Regions from separate parts of the Zea mays genome. Here all the other regions are linked to region 2. A link is a contact called in public Hi-C data. All regions are on one chromosome and are shown on one strand. The core of a region is the stretch at or near the end of the contact, and the rest is flanking DNA. Distances in the headings are between cores, read along the strand shown. Region 1 holds the start of LOC541641 (histidine kinase 2). Region 2 holds the start of LOC100273107. Region 3 holds the start of LOC100279329.

The links. A called contact is a pair of places that touch in the nucleus more often than the background predicts.
Region 1: a contact with region 2 is called in a Hi-C map of tassel, with 1.8 times the contacts expected there. The contact joins the promoter of LOC541641 here to the promoter of LOC100273107 in region 2. A contact is called at or near these places in 4 of 25 Hi-C or Micro-C datasets (bundle sheath, ear, endosperm and 1 more).
Region 3: a contact with region 2 is called in a Hi-C map of bundle sheath, with 2.4 times the contacts expected there. The contact joins the promoter of LOC100279329 here to the promoter of LOC100273107 in region 2. A contact is called at or near these places in 2 of 25 Hi-C or Micro-C datasets (bundle sheath and leaf mesophyll).

Annotation. Positions count from the first base shown.
Region 1 is chr3:161,080,430-161,083,906 of Zm-B73-REFERENCE-NAM-5.0, reverse strand. It overlaps LOC541641 (histidine kinase 2), which reads right to left and starts at 1,917. Exons shown (of 12, transcript NR_158574.1): 1 at 745-1,917; 2 at 352-633; 3 at 1-70.
Region 2 is chr3:162,002,031-162,005,203 of Zm-B73-REFERENCE-NAM-5.0, reverse strand. LOC100273107 reads right to left here and starts at 1,562. Exons shown (of 3, transcript NM_001360214.1): 1 at 1,202-1,562; 2 at 836-998; 3 at 1-698. The coding sequence starts at 1,443.
Region 3 is chr3:161,169,392-161,172,740 of Zm-B73-REFERENCE-NAM-5.0, reverse strand. LOC100279329 reads left to right here and starts at 1,765. Exons shown (of 14, transcript NR_176412.1): 1 at 1,765-2,126; 2 at 2,649-2,817; 3 at 2,913-3,045; 4 at 3,132-3,302. It overlaps LOC100272251, which reads left to right. Exons shown (of 5, transcript NM_001146746.1): 5 at 135-752. The coding sequence ends at 224.

The sequences.
Region 1 (3,477 bases), core at 668-3,167, 920 kb after region 2:
GCAGCTTGAAAGGAGCAGTAAGAACACCCTTCCCAGATTCTCTAGCTCGGAGTACGTTGTCCCGGTCATCCTGTAAGAGCAGAAGAGGCGTAGGAGATTAGTGGATGGATAACCCCTGTTGCCCATGACATGATTTTTTTTGGTTTACCATGAGTAATTGAACCCCGGATTAAAAAGAAAGGGCAAAAAAAATCCGATGTGAAAAAGGGGTAGCAACAGATTATGACTGGTGAGCACATGGTGAACACCAAAGACTGCAGCTTTTTTTACGGCTGTGGTCCTGCTCTGTAAAAAAGATGAAGAAATCTTGCGAGGAGAAGGTAGGGGGCTGGGGGCAGGGCGAGTGCTCACGGCGCCGGATAGCAAGTCGAAGGAGATGACGTGCTTGTAGGCGTCCTGCGCGAAGATTACGGGAGCATACTCCTCCGCCGGCTCCCGCACCTCGGCGTCCTCGGCGTTCCCGGGTCCCTGCGACTGATTCTTGGTCTTGGAGGAGTACATCTTCTTGATGCTCCATCCCTGCTGGCGCTCAAACTGCTCCCGCTCGGCGTGCGTGACCCGCACCCCGTACGCGACCCCGCTCGTCAGCGGCCGCTCGAACGCCGTCCTCTCCGCATACCTCGCGAACGTTTTCTGCAGCAACGGTCAGATGGATTTCGTCACGCCCGGGAGAAGAAATCTTGCTTAGCCTTAGATTGAGGTGAAGGAACACTCCCTAGGATAGCAGCACAGCAGGGTACCTACCTGGTCGATGGCGGAGGGTGTCTTGGAGTGGTGGAAGGTGGAGACGAGGATGGCGAGCGCCTGGAGGTGGTTCATGCTGACGTTAAATTGGTCCTGGAGCATGCGCGCGCGCTCGTCGCACATGCTGGCGAGAGACTCCCGGCGCTTGCCGACGGCCTGGTAGCTCATGCAAAGGTAGATGAGGGAGGCGACGAGGACCCAAGAGCTGACCCAGAGCGGGATGAGCCAGCTGGAGCTGTCCCGCACCTTGCGCATCCGGTAGTTAGTGAAGAGGTGCGTCCGCAGCGTCCTGGCCGACAGCTTCTCCGGCAGGCGGAGCGGCGGCAGGAGGACGCGCATCCGATCGAGGCTCAGGAAGCCGAGCCCGGGAGCGCCGCCCTTCTCCCCCATCCCGGCTCCACCGCTCCTCCCGCGCGCCGTAACGGTCATTCCCCTTTCCCTTTCCTCGCGGGTCGGGGAGCTAGCGCTACATCTCCTTCCGGACGCCGGCGGCGGCGCGGCGGCTGATGCTGCTTCTCCGGCGGCCGAGGCCCGCGGCGCGCATGCTCCGGCGGGCGTCCGCGTGATCGACGGACCGATCGGGGGAGACACGGGGCGGGTGCGACGACAGGGGGCGGAAGGGGCCGGAACGCGGGGAGCTAATTTATGGAGGCCGCCGTGCTGTAGCAGCCGCCCACCCGCCCACTGTTGGCTCCAATTGAATGCCCCCGAGGGAGCAGGCACGTCCGCAAGGGGCAGGCTTTCTTTCCTCCACCCCCGCCCCTCTCTCTTTCTCCCTCTCTTCCCCCTTCCTCTTGATTTCTCGCCGCACAGGCTTGATTTCTCCAGGAAGGAAGCAGCGGCAAATCTTGGGAGCCGCTGGTTTGACCAGACACCAGAGGACGGGAGGGGAGCAGGGCGGCTGAGGAGAGAGGATACGAATACGAAACGACTAGCGAGTAGAAGCACGGGACGGACGGGAATAGCAACAGCAACAGCGAGCGGACAGAGGATGGTATTGGTGCCGGCGGGAGACGAGGAGATTGGGGGAGAAAAGCGACCAAGCAGGTGAGGTGCGACGAGACGAGAGGGTGGAGGGGAGGAGACTGGGGAGAAAAGCGACCAAGCTGCAGGCGGGGTGAGACGAGAGGGTGAAGTGGGGGCAGAACAGAGCAGAGCAGAGCAGCACTGCAGCTGCTGCGGTAGGGGCGCTCTCTCGGCTGGTCGAGGGGAGAAGAGGGATTGGGGCACGGAGGAAGAAGGGAAAGGAGAGGTGGCACCAGTCACAACAGTAGGAGAGGCCAGCAAGCCGTTTGTCATCGTCGATAGGGAGTTTTCGTATCTCTATTTTACGGTGGCAGGTGTAAATTTGCTACAGATAGTATTAACTGCTCTATGCTCTATAATTTTACTGTTTCGCTGATGTGTCACGCCAAATGAATACACCACATAGATCCTATTTCGAATGGAGGGATATGTAAAAAATCAGCTTTACCTTCAATCATATCTCTTTGCTAATCATTGCCAGTGGGGCAATAATGACAAAGTTGTAGACCGGTTACTATTTACCATAGCAAATTTTAGTTCTCATAATAAAACTACCAGACATAGACAAGTTGTTGGATTAGCTTTAATCTAAAACGGTTTTTACTGTATTTTATATTTGTGTATTACACCTGCAGCGGTATGAATATCTAGCTTTAATCCGAAGCGAAGAGACTGAGAAATGATGTCTATATCAATATCAAATAGTTAAATATTTCACATGCAGGTGGCAATCTCATCTTCCCCGGACCTACTCTTCTATGGGCCTTCCCCTTATTAGATTATCTTCAGTAGTCTCCTTACAACATTCCGTGTTTCATATTTGATACTGTAAACAGTACATACTATAGTAAAAATTGTGTTTTACACGTCCATATACACACTTAGCTGTAGATAGCTTTATGGTTAGAGCAAGGTTAATAATATAGCTTATAATAGGGGTTATAATGTTGTCATGTCATGTACTATTAGCTAAAAGTCTAGTCAATAAGTTATATGTTTAATACTTGGTTCATCTCTTACTCTCACAAATTATGTTGAAGACTGTGTTTAGCCCGCTTTCAGCTGGCTATTATGATCAGCATGTTCTCTTTCTCTCTTTATTTCTTTTTCTTCCGCATCACCATAAATCTGACATGAGATATCTTACTCCGTCTACATCACCTTATTATACTTGATCTTATGAGCTGATCCTCTCGTCATGTCGTGCACCCCTCACTAACTTGTACTTAATCACCTTCATCACTCCATAGGCCTCGGAGCAAAGGAATAAAAACACATCATTCGATATTCGAAAGAATAACTACACCACAAAATCTCATAAAAAGCCACTAAGAGACTCGGTGCCAGCTTGGGACCCCTAGTGCCTTGAGACGTCCTAGGACAAAACAATCTAAGTCCTTAAGGACCATCGTGCTCGAGTCTCTAATCAGCAAATCAACTCCCTAGGATCCCTCATGCTCCGAGATGCTCATGAGTTTAAGTCCCTAGGGCCCTCGTGTCGTAGGACGTTATGAAGGATACGAGTGCTTAGGGCAGTCTGTCCCCTAGAGCACTTAACATCACTTAGAGGTTCGAGGCCCTCTACTGGCCCTCGAATTCCTATAGTCCCAACCTCTCATTATGAGAGTGGTCGGACCCTGAATTCTATGGTTTGAAGCCCCCGTGGTATACAACTAAGTGTAATCCTGTCAAAAGACTGAAGGATGT
Region 2 (3,173 bases), core at 313-2,812:
GGCACGCACTGCGCCTTGTGCGCGCGCTTCCAGTCCAGCGCCTGGCACGCGCGGGAGCAGTAGTTGGCCGCGCCGCACACGGAGCACCGCCGGAACTCGTGCCGCCGCGTCTCGCGCCGCCCGCACCGCACGTGGGAGCAAAGACGGAGCTCCGCGCCGTCTCCGTCGCCGTCCACGCCGCTGCCGTCGCCGTCCTTCTTCCCGCCCGCCTGGGCGGCGCAGCGGGAGGCCCACCAGTCCACCATGAACTGGTTCGCCGCGTGGGGCTCCGCCTCGGGGAGGCTCCACCCGAAGTCGGACAGGAGGGGGCACCCCCCGCCGCCGCCGACGACGCCGGCGGCCGCGGCGAAGGGCAGCGCGGCGACGGCGTGGCGCGAGGCGGCCGCGGAGAGCGCGAGCGTGAGCTCGCGGGCGTTCGCCGCGACCAGCAGGCGCCGGCCCTCGGCGGGGTCCCGCCGCACGCCGTAGCCGTCCTGGAGGCAGTGCCCGAGCTCGCGGAGCGCGTCGACGTGGCCCAGCGAGGCCGCGCGCGCGCACAGGGCAGCCCCCGCGCGCAGGTCGCGGTCCGACTTGGCCCCGCCGCTGCCGTTGAACTGGATGACCGCCAGCGAGTAGAGCGCCGCCGCGTGCCCGCCGACGGCCGCCCTCGCCAGCAGCGCCGCGCCGCCGCTGCGGCTGCCCAGGCAGTAGAAGCGGATCTGCAGAAGCGAGCGTCCCAGGTCAGCGCCCATATCCACCATGACCATGCCATGCGCGCTTGAGTCGAGAGGAAGCAACGGAATCGACCCGATCAAGTCTACTTGCAACTCGTTAGGGTTTGGGTCGCGTGGCGTACCATGCCCAGGTTGTAGCAGGCCTCGAGGTTGCCGGCGTCGGCGCAGCGCTTGAGGAACCTCTGCGCCGGCTCGGACCACGCCGCCGCCTTGACCGCCAGCGACGCCGGCGAGGCCTTGGCGAACACCATGTCATGGCTGCCGAGCTCGTTCAGCCTCTTGCACCTGCAAACGCGAAAGACGTCAGCGCACGATCCTTGGCCTCTCCCTCCAGCTTATGTTTCCGAAAACAGCACAACTGCCGTCGCTCCCCCCCACGCATTTCGATTACTCCATAGCGCGAGGGAGACGGTGCGCTCGCCGTGCGAGGAAACACGAGGAGTTGATGACAAAACGCAAAGGATGCTCGGGCAGGCAGGCAGACGTACGTGAGGTGGACCGAGAGCAGGTCGGACGGCGCCGAGGAGGCGGCGGCGAGCTTGGACAGGATGGAGAGGACAAGGTCATCGGGAAGCGCGTCCAGGTAGTCCGGCTCGCCGGCAGGCCGCTTCCTGCGCCCGCCGCAGTCGCACTCTCCGGCGACGGCCGACGGCGACCTCTTCCTCTTCTGACCCACCAAGGCAACCACCTCGCCGCCGTTGGAATACCGGGACCCGCTCCTCGTCCTCATCTCTCTGTACCTCCGCAGGAGTCGTCGCTGCCGGGGGGAAAGCGGGACGGGGCGAGCGGTGGGAGAAAAAAGGTTAAACGACCGCGCGCGCGGGCGGGCGAGACGACAGGGAGAAGTGCGGAGCGGTGTGCTTGTGTGCTAGAAGGGCGAGCAAGGCAGAGGGCTTTTATATAGGAAAGGAGCTAGGAGGCGAAGGAGGAGCGTCTCCGCCGTACCGTGGGCCGTGGAGGGGTCCAGGCTGTCATTGGAGGTAGCTAGCTTCAGTTTTTACTGCTTTCAATGCCCTTCCAAATGTGCCAGTAGTATTCGCAGGGGCGGAGCTGACCGCATGAGTGCTGCGAATGCGCGCCCACGCAGACTGCTCACCTCTTCAATGAAAAGCATCAATGCTCGCCAGTAGTACCAGTGCTTTATTTACCGCCTGCTTTTTCTGAGGGAAAAGCCTGGGAAAAACAAGGACACTGCAATGGGGGGGAGTTTCCTCTCCTTTTTCATACTTGCGTTTGCCGTTTGGGTAGTATTAATAAATTACTTACTTAAATATGTGATTATTATATTGGTTTTGCTTATCTAACAAGATTTGGAACTGTTTAACTCCTTACAGACAAGAAGGATTAATAGAGTTTTGTGTTTTTTTGGATTAATAGAGTTTTATTTTTATTTATTTTGGTTTGTTTTATTTGAGACGTCCGGGGATAGTACAGTCAGAATGTGGTATTAATACACCCGTACTGAGTACTACACCTTGTAGTCATGTTTTCTTTAACAACCATGGAGTCCTGTTGTTTGCTTTTATTTTCATACTATATGACTTGCGGATTAAAACTTACAGTACTACAACGAAATTTCTCTGCCCTCGTTTCAGTTTCTCATTGCAATGTAACGGTGGCTTTTGCAAGCTGGAAAAGTATGTATAAAGAACTTTTAATATGTTAACACAAAAAGATTGTAACAATCCAACCATTAACCCCCTCCTTAGCCCGTAGTATATCGCAAAATTGTATGTGAACAAACTGCCAATCTGAAACGGCTAGAATTTTTTTGTCGACTTGCTCATGAAGGGGTTGCTTATACCGTAGTTATTATAACAGCGCTTCGGTATAGGTAGAAAGGCTGCTTACGGGATGCGTCAGTGTCCCTATGCTGGGTAATGTTGGGATTCCTTCGCTGCGGATATCGAGGTTAGAGCCCTGCTCGGGCGAGGCAGAAGTCTTTCCGAGGCGATGGTCGATCCTTCCCTGACGTGTATCATAGTTGGCGGGGTGGCCGCCTGCGGGATTCGCGGTGGAGCAGGTAACCGAGGCTGAGCTCGGGACGAGGCGGAGACAGCACCCGAGGACGAGATCAGCATCGGGCGAGACAGATATTACGCCCAAGGGCGAACCCAGCGTCGGGCGAGGCGGATATTTGCGCCCGAGGGCTGGTCTACTATCTCTGTCGTTATCAGATGTCCCATCAGGGTATGGCAGATGGCGTGTGTGTACAGTGACACGACTGTAATCATGCTATTGCGCCTAGACGCGTCTGTTGTCTTGTTACCACTGTGCTCATGTACATCGACTTAGGGTAGGTGTGCGCATTAAATGCGAGTGTCCCCCGCTGCCTTCGGGTGTGCCTTGTCCTCTCTGCTTGATACTGGCTCAGACGAGATGGACGGAGCGATGGTAGGACAAGGTAGCTTCGAGCATAAGCTGTGATAGGCTCGGGCGAGACGGAGATTTGCCTCAGGC
Region 3 (3,349 bases), core at 516-3,015, 830 kb after region 2:
AATGGAACTCGTCAGTCATCTCAGAAAAAAAAAGAGATTATTGCTCACTATGAATCATTTTTTACGAAATTGGTAAATGCAGCTATGTATTCCTCGCATGTTAGTCTGAAGTTCTCTATTATGATGAAATGCAGATGTTGGCAAAAGAAAACAATGGTGGTGCCGGTGCAAGTACAAGCAGCCAGATGTTGCTTTACTCGGCAGAGCGTGCAACCGACAAATGAAACGGGGCGTGCATCTGTTGCTAACGGGGCGGTGCCGGTGCCGCATACTATTGTTGTGTAGCTGAGGTTTGTCAAGGTGGCTGCTGGCAAGGTTAGCCGAGGAAGTGGAGTTCAATAACAGGATGCGGAAACTGTGCCGCTCCTTGCCGAACTTAAGCCCCGTTACGTTGTCGCACAAAGTTTATTTCCTAGCACTGTGCTTGCTGCTTATGTTTGTTTGGATGTGCCAACCTGCAGTGACCCTCGTGGAGCCTGGGTCTCACGCTCCTCTTACCTAGTGTGATGTGCAGAAAAAGTGTGATGCTGTAAAATTATGTGATTGCCTAGCAGATGTCAAATTTTCAATCAGTAGCTAACTCCTTTTAATGGTACAGGCTTGCATGATTTCATCTGCAAAAAAGAGAGGGCGGGTTGGGTGTCAAATCTAGCCGGATGTTTTCGCAAGTTTGTGATAAAAATTGTGCTGTACACTTGTGTTTATGCAGTTGCCCTAGGCGTCAGTGGGCTGAAAGGTAATATCTGTGAATTATATACTGTGTGCTGAAAGCAGTTGTCATAATAATGATACGAAAACAAAATCTTATGTCGTTAACCTATATAATTTTTTTTAAAAAAAATTGCCGATCAAATCGAAATATTTGATATAATAAAACATAATACTACTAGATGGAGGAAAGTTAGACTGACCGAGTATGGAGGAAGTATCTAAGGGGGTGTTTGGTTTCTAGGGACTAATGTTTAGTCCCTTCATTTTGTTCCATTTTAGTATATAAATTGACAAATATAGAAACTACAATAGAGTTTTAGTTTCTATATTTGATAATTTTGTAACTAAAGTGGAATAAAATGTAGGGACTAAAAATTAGTCCCTACAAACCAAACACCCTTTAAGAATGCGTGGCGGAAGTAACAGAAGAATGAAGGAGCGACGACCTAGCCATCCATCCGCCGCCGGCGACGGCGTACCTGGTCGAACTGGCGTGGTCGAGACGGAGAGAGGACCCCAAGCCGCCCGCTCTCGTAGCATTTGCATTGCACGCGAGCTGAGGCATTGTCTCCCGGCGGCCGGCGCCAGGTGTTCGGCCTTCTGGTGCACGGCCACCAGCGCTCGCCGCCCGGCAGCGGTATATATACTGCCCGGCGGCGTCCCCGGCCCCTCACCTCAGGGAAGCGGCGCGGCGCGGTGGTCAGTCCCGTGTCCCGTCCCGCGGGCGACACATCACCACCGCCATGCGTCTAAACAGTCGTGTCGACGCGGGATTGCGCGGGTCGGCCGCCCGACGGGTGGCGTGGGCCGCGTCGACACGGTTGGATTTCGATCGGAGGCCCGGAGCTGCTCTCTCTGCAGTCTGCTATGGTCCCCACATCCGCATCGCACGCCTCGCGGCATTATCCAGCCCCAGCCGTCAGCCACTCAGCCGCCTCTCGTCGACACGAATGCGCAAAGCAAACACCACGCGGGCCAGGCCAGGCGCGCACGCACGGGACGGGGGCATCCGAACACCACCACCCAGCACCCACCAGCTCGGCGAAAAAAAAGAAGGAAAATTTTAGATACCCTGCCGCACGCCGCGACCTTCGGCCCCGTCTCCGGTCTCCGCCTTCCCCCACCTATTGGGGAGCGCTCCTGATTCGCGGGAGCCAGCGGGCGAGACAAAGAGAATCCCCCGCTCCTGCGCCGCCGCGGATCAGCGCCGTCGCCGATCGGAGGCTCTCGCTTCCCCCGGCGGGCGGCGCGCGCCGGGAGATGGACGGCGGCGCGGGCGCGGGCGCCGGCCGGAGGAACGTCTCATCGTCCTCCGGATCCAGGAGGAGGGTCCTGCCCGCCGAGAACGGGCACGGCCATGACGCCCCGCCGCCCTCCAGGCGGTCCTCCGTCTCCCTCTCCCGCGGCCACTCCACGTACGTGATCCGCCGCACCCGCCTTGCTCTGCCCTTGTTATGCGTAGCGTAGACCGTGCTCCGTACCTACCGTCTCTGTGGCATGGACGCATGGTGTCTTCGGATCAAGGCTTCAAGCGTCGCGTCGCGTGTCAACCTGGAGTAGCTTCCGTGTGCCTCGCTTTGTTTGTAGCTGGGAGCTTCCATAGCCTAGATTTGACACCTCCCCCGGTTTGTGGAATCGATGGATGTTACGCACTTTTTAGTCTAACAATACCAAGTACGGGCCGTTTTTCAGTTACAACAGACAAGTGCTGAATCCCATTCAACTCTTACAACCATGCCGTACCACATACGCATGACTCCGGCTGTGGAATTTCGCGTGTAACGTAAACCACACACGTTTCACTAACACAAGCAAGATTGCAACACGACATTGATTGCTGTCAAGCCATGATTATATTGCCATGCCTGCTCTATCAAATGGACAAGACCAAAATCTTCACAGCTGAAAAAAAACGTACCTCGTGTGATTCTTTCCAGGTCACTGACCGGCGAGAGGACCGTGAAAAGGCTGAGGCTGTCCAAGGCGCTGACGATACCGGATCACACAACCGTGCACGAGGCTTGTCGGAGGATGGCGTCACGCAGGGTTGACGCCGTGCTGCTGACTGACTCCAACGCTTTGCTCTGTGGGATCCTCACCGACAAGGTGAGGGGATGTTCCTTCGCTTTTTTTTTCGTGTCAGTGCCGCCTTAGATGTTCCCATTTCTCACTGTATGCTGTATTTTGGGAACGCTGGTCAGGACATAACCACAAGGGTGATTGCTCGTGAGTTGAAGATGGAAGAGACACCGGTCTCCAAGGTCATGACCCGAAACCCTGTATTTGTTCTCGCGGACACGCTTGCAGTCGAGGCGTTGCAAAAGATGGTGCAAGGTCTGTGAATGCTCCCACGGTTTCTGTGCGCCTCACCTATATTCATCTTTTAATGTTCCCTGATGAAACGTATCCTTCGGTTCCAGGTAAGTTCAGGCATCTGCCTGTCGTGGAGAATGGCGAGGTCATTGCAATTCTGGACATAGCCAAGTGCCTATATGATGCTATTGCACGGATGGAAAGGGCGGCGGAGAAAGGAAAAGCAATTGCCGCTGCCGTCGAGGGCGTTGAAAAGCATTGGGGAGCAGCTGTGCCTGGTCTGTACTTGACATATTCCCTACCTCTTCTCATCTTTATTCTACAT